Linked DNA regions of Capra hircus: region 2 is linked to region 1. The links are chromatin contacts, called in public Hi-C maps. All regions are on one chromosome and are shown on one strand. The core of a region is the stretch at or near the end of the contact, and the rest is flanking DNA. Distances in the headings are between cores, read along the strand shown. Region 1 overlaps LPIN2 (phosphatidate phosphatase LPIN2). Region 2 overlaps MYOM1 (myomesin-1).

The links. Hi-C and Micro-C count contacts between places; a contact is called where the count stands out from the background.
Region 2: a Hi-C map of blood shows a contact between it and region 1, with 3 times the contacts expected there. The contact joins two enhancer-like sites. A contact is called at or near these places in 2 of 5 Hi-C or Micro-C datasets (both in blood).

What each region holds. Positions count from the first base shown.
Region 1 is chr24:37,528,283-37,531,496 of ARS1.2, reverse strand. LPIN2 (phosphatidate phosphatase LPIN2) reads left to right here. Exons shown (of 20, transcript XM_005697070.2): 8 at 46-145; 9 at 2,782-2,969. Among named protein-coding and RNA genes, the nearest start is that of EMILIN2, 74 kb to the right of the region's middle. Within about 2 kb of position 1,931, at least 2 of the 5 cell types and tissues checked have an H3K27ac peak or open chromatin away from gene starts, as enhancers often do.
Region 2 is chr24:37,702,205-37,705,526 of ARS1.2, reverse strand. It overlaps MYOM1 (myomesin-1), which reads left to right. Exons shown (of 38, transcript XM_018039757.1): 12 at 1,790-1,989. Among named protein-coding and RNA genes, the nearest start is that of MYOM1, 52 kb to the left of the region's middle. Within about 2 kb of position 1,861, at least 1 of the 5 cell types and tissues checked has an H3K27ac peak or open chromatin away from gene starts, as enhancers often do.

The sequences.
Region 1 (3,214 bases), core at 682-3,181:
ACCAGGTTCTCATCTCTGATGTGTTTTTTCTTTTATAAAAAACAGGTGTCCACAAGAGAAGCCAACACCAGGGGCCTGATGATATCTACCTGGACGACTTGAAGGCCCTGGAACCCGAGGTTGCAGCTCTCTATTTCCCCAAAAGGTAGTGGGTTTATATTGCAGAGCGGGCAACTCTGAAATGTTCTAGATGTTTCCAGAGCAAAGCATTAGAAAAAGGAGCAAGGGGCTGGTATGCTTCAGCTAAATTGAATTCTTGCTTCAGATTTTGGAAAATCGAGAAATTGTGCGTGTATAGTCTTTTACCTTTTTGTGAAGAAATGTTCAGTACAGTGAGAAGGTGTCCCCATCAAGCTCTTGTAGTAAGGGCGTAACACGGATGTGACATCAGATTAGCTCCTCCTGTTCATTAGCATTGTTTCCTTTATTATGTGTTTAGAGGTGATATGTCTTTATTCAGAAACACTTTACAAAGCGGGCCTCTGCTCTTCACTGAGGCTGTGCTTACTCACAGGCCTGGATCTGGTGGGGCCCTTTCCAGGGCCTTTCCAAACTTCCCCTTCCTCCTTTCCAAGCCATCCCTTCCTCCTCTGTGACTCCCTGCTTGGAATAACACCAAAACCTTAGCAGTGATAGACTTGGGCGGTTTTCCCAAGGCCATTTCCATTCTTGGGGAAATTCCATTTTATTAAATAATATTCTGTGATCACAAGAGCAGTGTTTACTTTTCCCCAAGTTCTCATGGCTTGAATACACTGAGCCATAGTCACACATAATTAAATACTTTTAAACAAATTATTGAAAAGCATATCTGAAGGTTTTATTTAAAATAGACAGGATTGGGGTGAGGATACTTAATTTTTACAGATATTTTTGCAGGATCCTTAAAACGCCCTAACTTTCTCCCGTTTGTTTGGAGTAGTAGTTGGGTTTTTAAGGGGAGAGAAGTGAAACTGGTCCTTTTTTTTTTTTTTTTCCCATCGTAAGCTATCTTGACATTACCTCTTTGTTTGTGATTTCCCAGTCCGTAACCATTTGTTTACATCGGGACAGATGTAAGACATTTCTTAGTTTGCTTTTTTGAAGCACGGGGAGCATGACTGCTGCACGGGGGCCACCCTGTGCGGTTGCAGCCTGACCGTCTGGGGCCGTAGCCACTCACGTCATGCGTGATTGTGTCTGGAAGCAAGACAGGGAGGCTGTTGGAAGGCTCACAGGCGTTCGTTTTCTCTTCGTGGTCACCGGCCCCCTGACTGAAGAGCTAGTGTTTGTAACTAGAGCTGAACTTGACCCTGAAGCACACAGTCCCGTGGTTCTAACAGCCCACTGTTGAGTTGGTCGGCGTCTTCCATGTATTCAGCGGGGGCGTCAGTCAGGGTCACACCAGCTGCTGTAACTAGTAAAACTCACGACCTCGGTGGCTTGACCACAGCAAGTCATTTCTTGCTCATGTGATGGTGTTGGTGGGGGCCTTGCGCATGGGGGCCCCAGAGCACCAGCCCCTCCCATCCTGAGGCTCCCCTGTCCCCATGGGGCCTCGACAGGGAAAGGGGAGGGCCGCTGGGGGCGCAGTTTTCTGGGGCCCGGCTTGGGAAGGAGGCGGCACATGCCTTCTGTCCATAGGGACAGCACAGTCGTCTGATCACATGGCTATACCTGACTGCAGGGGCCGCCCATGTGCCCAGGAGGGTGAGCACGAGGTGCTTGTTTCACCCCGAGGTCAGCCTTGCTGGAGCCCCAGCACAACAGCCGGCGCTTGCCGCCTAGGTGGCCTTGGCTTTTTCACCGTCTCCGGTTAGCAGCACGTTCTGTTGATCCGATTACTCTCAAAACTGTGGTGTGGGTGTGCATCGCCCAGTCCAACACCAGCATCTCCTCTTCAGAGGCTCAAGTGCAAAACGTTAGTGTTTGCAACGGCTTTCTATTTATGACTTAGCTGTACTGTGCTGCCACCTACTGCTCAAATTTCAGATTTTCTTTTAAACATCATATAACTTCATGAGATGACATGCATTTATGTACTGGCTTTTAAAAAAATAAAATAACTCTAAAAGTATCCGTTCAGAAGGTGTAGAGTAGGAAGCATTCATGACTAAGAGATGTAAGGTGTCATTTCCATGTCCTTTTCCTCTCAAATTTATGCTCCATTACAAAAAGTTTCCTTTAGGATCAGCTTCTAAAACCTGGCTTCCACGCCTTGTTTAGAAAACTGAAAACGTTGAGTAACCTCAACTTTGGTTCTGAGGCTCACCAGTGTAGGAACAGTTTATTTCTGGTTTCTTGGTGCATTTCTTTCTTGAGGTGTGTCCAGCCTCCTGAGAACTTTTACTTGGTTAATTTCTTCGTTTTGTTTTCATGAGGTAATAAATGAATTTAGAAAAGCCTTGTTTTTAACAATAATACCCTCTTGGACTACAGCAGTTTTCTCCGAGAGGAGTATAGTACCACAGCCTTTTGTAGGAAGTTAAGATCAGAAGGTTTCCAGACATCAGGTTTTTCTTACCCTGTCATTTTGTCATGTAAATGAATGCTTGTAACTCTTTCATCCCTTTGATAAGTCAGAAGGGCCATCATCGATGGTTCGCGTGACTGTGAGCGATCGGTGTGTGCGTGTTTACTGTGTTCAGTTAATTCCTCAGCAGCACTGTTGCGTTGTCTCAGTGTTGTCTAGGATAGGGTCTGAACACTGCCTAAGCGAAGCCGCGTCCGGGGCAGGGAGCCCTGAGCTTGGCCATCAGGCTCAGGGCAGGGGTGTGATGGCCGGTGCCTTTCTCCCTGCAGTGAGTCGGAGCCCGGCTCCCGGCAGTGGCCCGAGTCCGACACGCTGTCCGGCTCCCAGTCCCCCCAGTCGGTGGGCAGCGCGGCAGCCGACAGCGGCACCGAGTGCCTCTCGGACTCCGCCATGGACCTGCCCGACGTCACCCTGTCGCTCTGCGGTGGCCTCAGCGAGAACGGAGAGATCTCCAAAGGTGGGTGGGCAGCTTCGTCCGCCCTGGGTGGTGAGCCGTGCCGGGAACGCAGCCCTGGGGTCTCATGGAGGTGGCGGGGTCTCCCTTGGACGTCAGACTTTTCGCCCCTCATTTAGGTGCCTTGGGTTGGGGTGACCCCGCGTGTCGGTGGGTGGGAGAGCTGTGAGCCTAAGGACAGGTTCTTGGGCTGCCCCATGTACTGGGCGGCCAGGGTCAGCTCAGCCCCAGCTGCCTTCTCTTCTGTG
Region 2 (3,322 bases), core at 612-3,111, 170 kb before region 1:
CCTGGAGAAGGGATAGGCTACCCACTCCAGTATTCTGGCCTGGAGAATGCCATGGACTGTATAGTCCATGGGGTCGCAAAGAGCTGGACACAACTGAGCAACTGTCACATACACTATTTAACCTATACTAAATGCTTCCACATTATTTCATCATTAGGTAATGATGACTTGTGAAATTTTAGGTAGGTTCTTTTTCATCCTTACAGTTTCCACATTATTGTCTTTGGTAGATTTACAAAGAATTTTCAGACTTTGATCATTGAAAGACCAGAGATAATCAGTACATCTTGTTTTCTTCTTGCTTTAGCCATAATGAAAATAACCTTAATGTGGTGAATATTTATTAAGCATTTGCTGTGTGCATGGCGCTGTTCTAAACACTTCATGTGCCTGCCCCATTAACCCATAGCCTCTCTTTGAGAGGTATGTGCCATTATTACAGATAGGAAGCAAGTAGCTGACCCATCACTGTGTCCTAGTGGCGAAATGGTAAGTTTGGGTTCTTGCTGTGAAAGTCTCCAGAGCAGCTGCTCCCCACCTTCCTTTCTGCCCACATGACAGTTTGGAAGTGAGTTCCAGGACCACTGGTTACCAAGACAGTATCTGCTCAGGGGAAGAGGGAGCTTCCTGGCAGAATTCCTGGAGGCAGGGGAGGTCTGTTGCTTGTCCAAGCCTTCTATCTCTCCCCGCTGGCCAGTTCACAGCAGCTCCAGAATTCTTACAAAGGAAAATTCAGGGGGAGGGAGTGGAAGGCATAGACTGAAGCCTTATTTGATACCATTTCACATAAGATTGAAGAAAATGTCCATTTCTCTCAAAGAATGGAAGGGTGATGGCAAGGAAGTGAAAATAATGTACCCCCGCCCCCACTCTAACTGCCTTTGCACTGCCATTGGCACCCTCCTCCCCCTTGAGAATCCTTTGGGCAATTATACCCTTTGGACAGAGAGCCGAGTTGGGGAAGTGATAAAAATTCAAAGTGCAGTGCTCTGCTCATAAAAAATAGTGAGTTACCGCTGCATTCTGAGGTCACACATTGGGCCCCTCAGACTCTATTGATCAGGCGGAAAGCATGATATGGACTGTCATCTTTTTCTCCTGGGATGTGACCCCTCTCTCCCTAGCCGTCGGCTGCTGTAAAGGCCCCCAGTAAGAAATCAGAAGTTCCAGGGACTTAGCCTTCCCTTGCTAGGCCCAAGGATTTCCCTACATCTCATCAGTCTCATCTGATAAGAAAAAAAATACAGTGCCCATCTCGCTGTTCCACCCACACCGCGTGTAGTGACCACCGGTGAGCTCTTTCCAGACTATAGTACAGAGAGGTGTCTTGTAAGGTGTTAACTTTCTTAACCACAGTTCCATTTTTAAAAGAAAATGCATAAGAACGATAAAGAAAGAAGTCACTAGTGGTAGAACTGAAGACCTTATCTGAGGGGGATGTTTGGGGGGTCCTCCCCCTTCTGCTATGTAAAAACTGTGCATACCTGCCTGCTTCTTTTCCCCCTGAAAAGCTCCTCTGCTTAGCACAGGAGACCCCTCAGCTGCCCGCTTTTAGAGAGGTGGAAGGATGTACAAGTCTCCATGAAAGCTCTGAGGCTTCTTTCCTGTTAGAGTAGATCCGTTGCAATTGAGTGGAGCTGAGTGCCTGCAGCTATGTATCTGCTGCAGGCTGCTCCAGGTGGAGGTTTTACAGAGCAAAGCCCTGAAGCACTGGGGTGGCTTTGCAGCCCTGACGCCATCTACTTAGCCATCCTTCCTCTCATATTCCTGTCCTCTCTCTCTCCCTTAGATGTGAGGTGGGCACAGACACTTGGTCTCAGTGCAATGACATTCCTGTGAAATTTGCTCGTTTCCCTGTCACTGGGTTGATCGAAGGCCGTTCTTACATATTCCGAGTTCGAGCTGTGAACAAAGTTGGGATAGGCCTGCCCTCTCGAGTCTCCGAGCCTGTGGCAGCTCTGGACCCGGCTGAGAAAGCTAGACTGAAGAGTAAGTGTTTCTCATTTTTCAGAATGACCTTTTAAAAATGATTGCAGTAGATCCCATTGCAAGGTTATTCTTCCCTCGTCCACCAGAGGGAGAAGAGAATAAGAAATCCTTTACTGATCAGAAAAATGCCAGGGGGAAGAAAACAAAAACAAAAACTTCTTCTGTTTTTTAATTTATCTATTCACTAAGGGGTTTATTTTATTAAGAGTCTTTGCCTTATTTAGCTGAGTTCCAGGCATTGTGTTTGAAATGAAAATATGAAAACCTGGAGCTTGAAGAGCATTTTTATTCATTTTATTAGAACACTTCAAATATCTTTTTTTTTCAAATATACTTTTCTTTCTGGTTTAGTTTCTTAAAATTGTAATTTTCTTAACGCTGAATTTATCCCTTATAGCATGAGTATCGCACTGCTGTGAGCTTTTGATATCAAAGGAAAATCACATTTACAACATTATATCTGATCTATCAGTACTCGAGTTTCCATATTAGGCAGTCAAAAACAATCTTTTCATATAGTTAGACTCCAAGTCTCGATGTCAAAATAGTGGTATGTAAATTATGATCTGCTTTTGTTTCATGGGAACCAATATAGCATCCTTAACAATAGGGACCATAAAATGACAGTGAAGAATTTTTGGACCTTCATACTTCAGTCTATGCCAGATTTCTCAACCTTGGCTCTGCTGACATTTTAGGCCAGGTATCTCTTTGTTGTGGGGGCTGTTCTGTGCATTGTGAGATGCTTAGCAGCATCGTTGGCCTCTACCCACTAGATGTCTGTAGAATCTGCACTCTTACCACCTCACCCCCATCGTGACGATCAAAATTATCTCCAGATGTTACCTAATGTCCCTGGGGGCACAAAATCACCCCAGCTGAGGACTACTGGTCTGTGCATTTACCACATTTACAGCTTTTCTTGACCTTAAGTACAAGCAGTGGCATCAATAAAAAATCTAATAAAATGATGCCACCTTCTCTCTGGAGACTTTCCCTGATCAGGCTCCTCAATTGCTCTCCAGTCACTTTTCACCTGCTTTTTCACTTTTCACTTTTCATCCAGCTTCCCTCCATCTTTCTTAATTCCATCTCATATTTTCATTTACTCCTCCTTTATAAATTTCAATGAAAATAAGATTTGCCGGAATTGAAAATAAGTTATCTTGCATTTCACCTTCCTGTTTTTGTACACACTCTGGTGGAAAGTACCTCATCTAAAGCAAGAGTTGAACCATTCTCTCTGATGTCTTTCTACAATCACAGAAATGAATTTCCTCTGTGACTCTGTACTGCCTGAGTCACTCATTTTATTTACTCGGGATCAAAAATG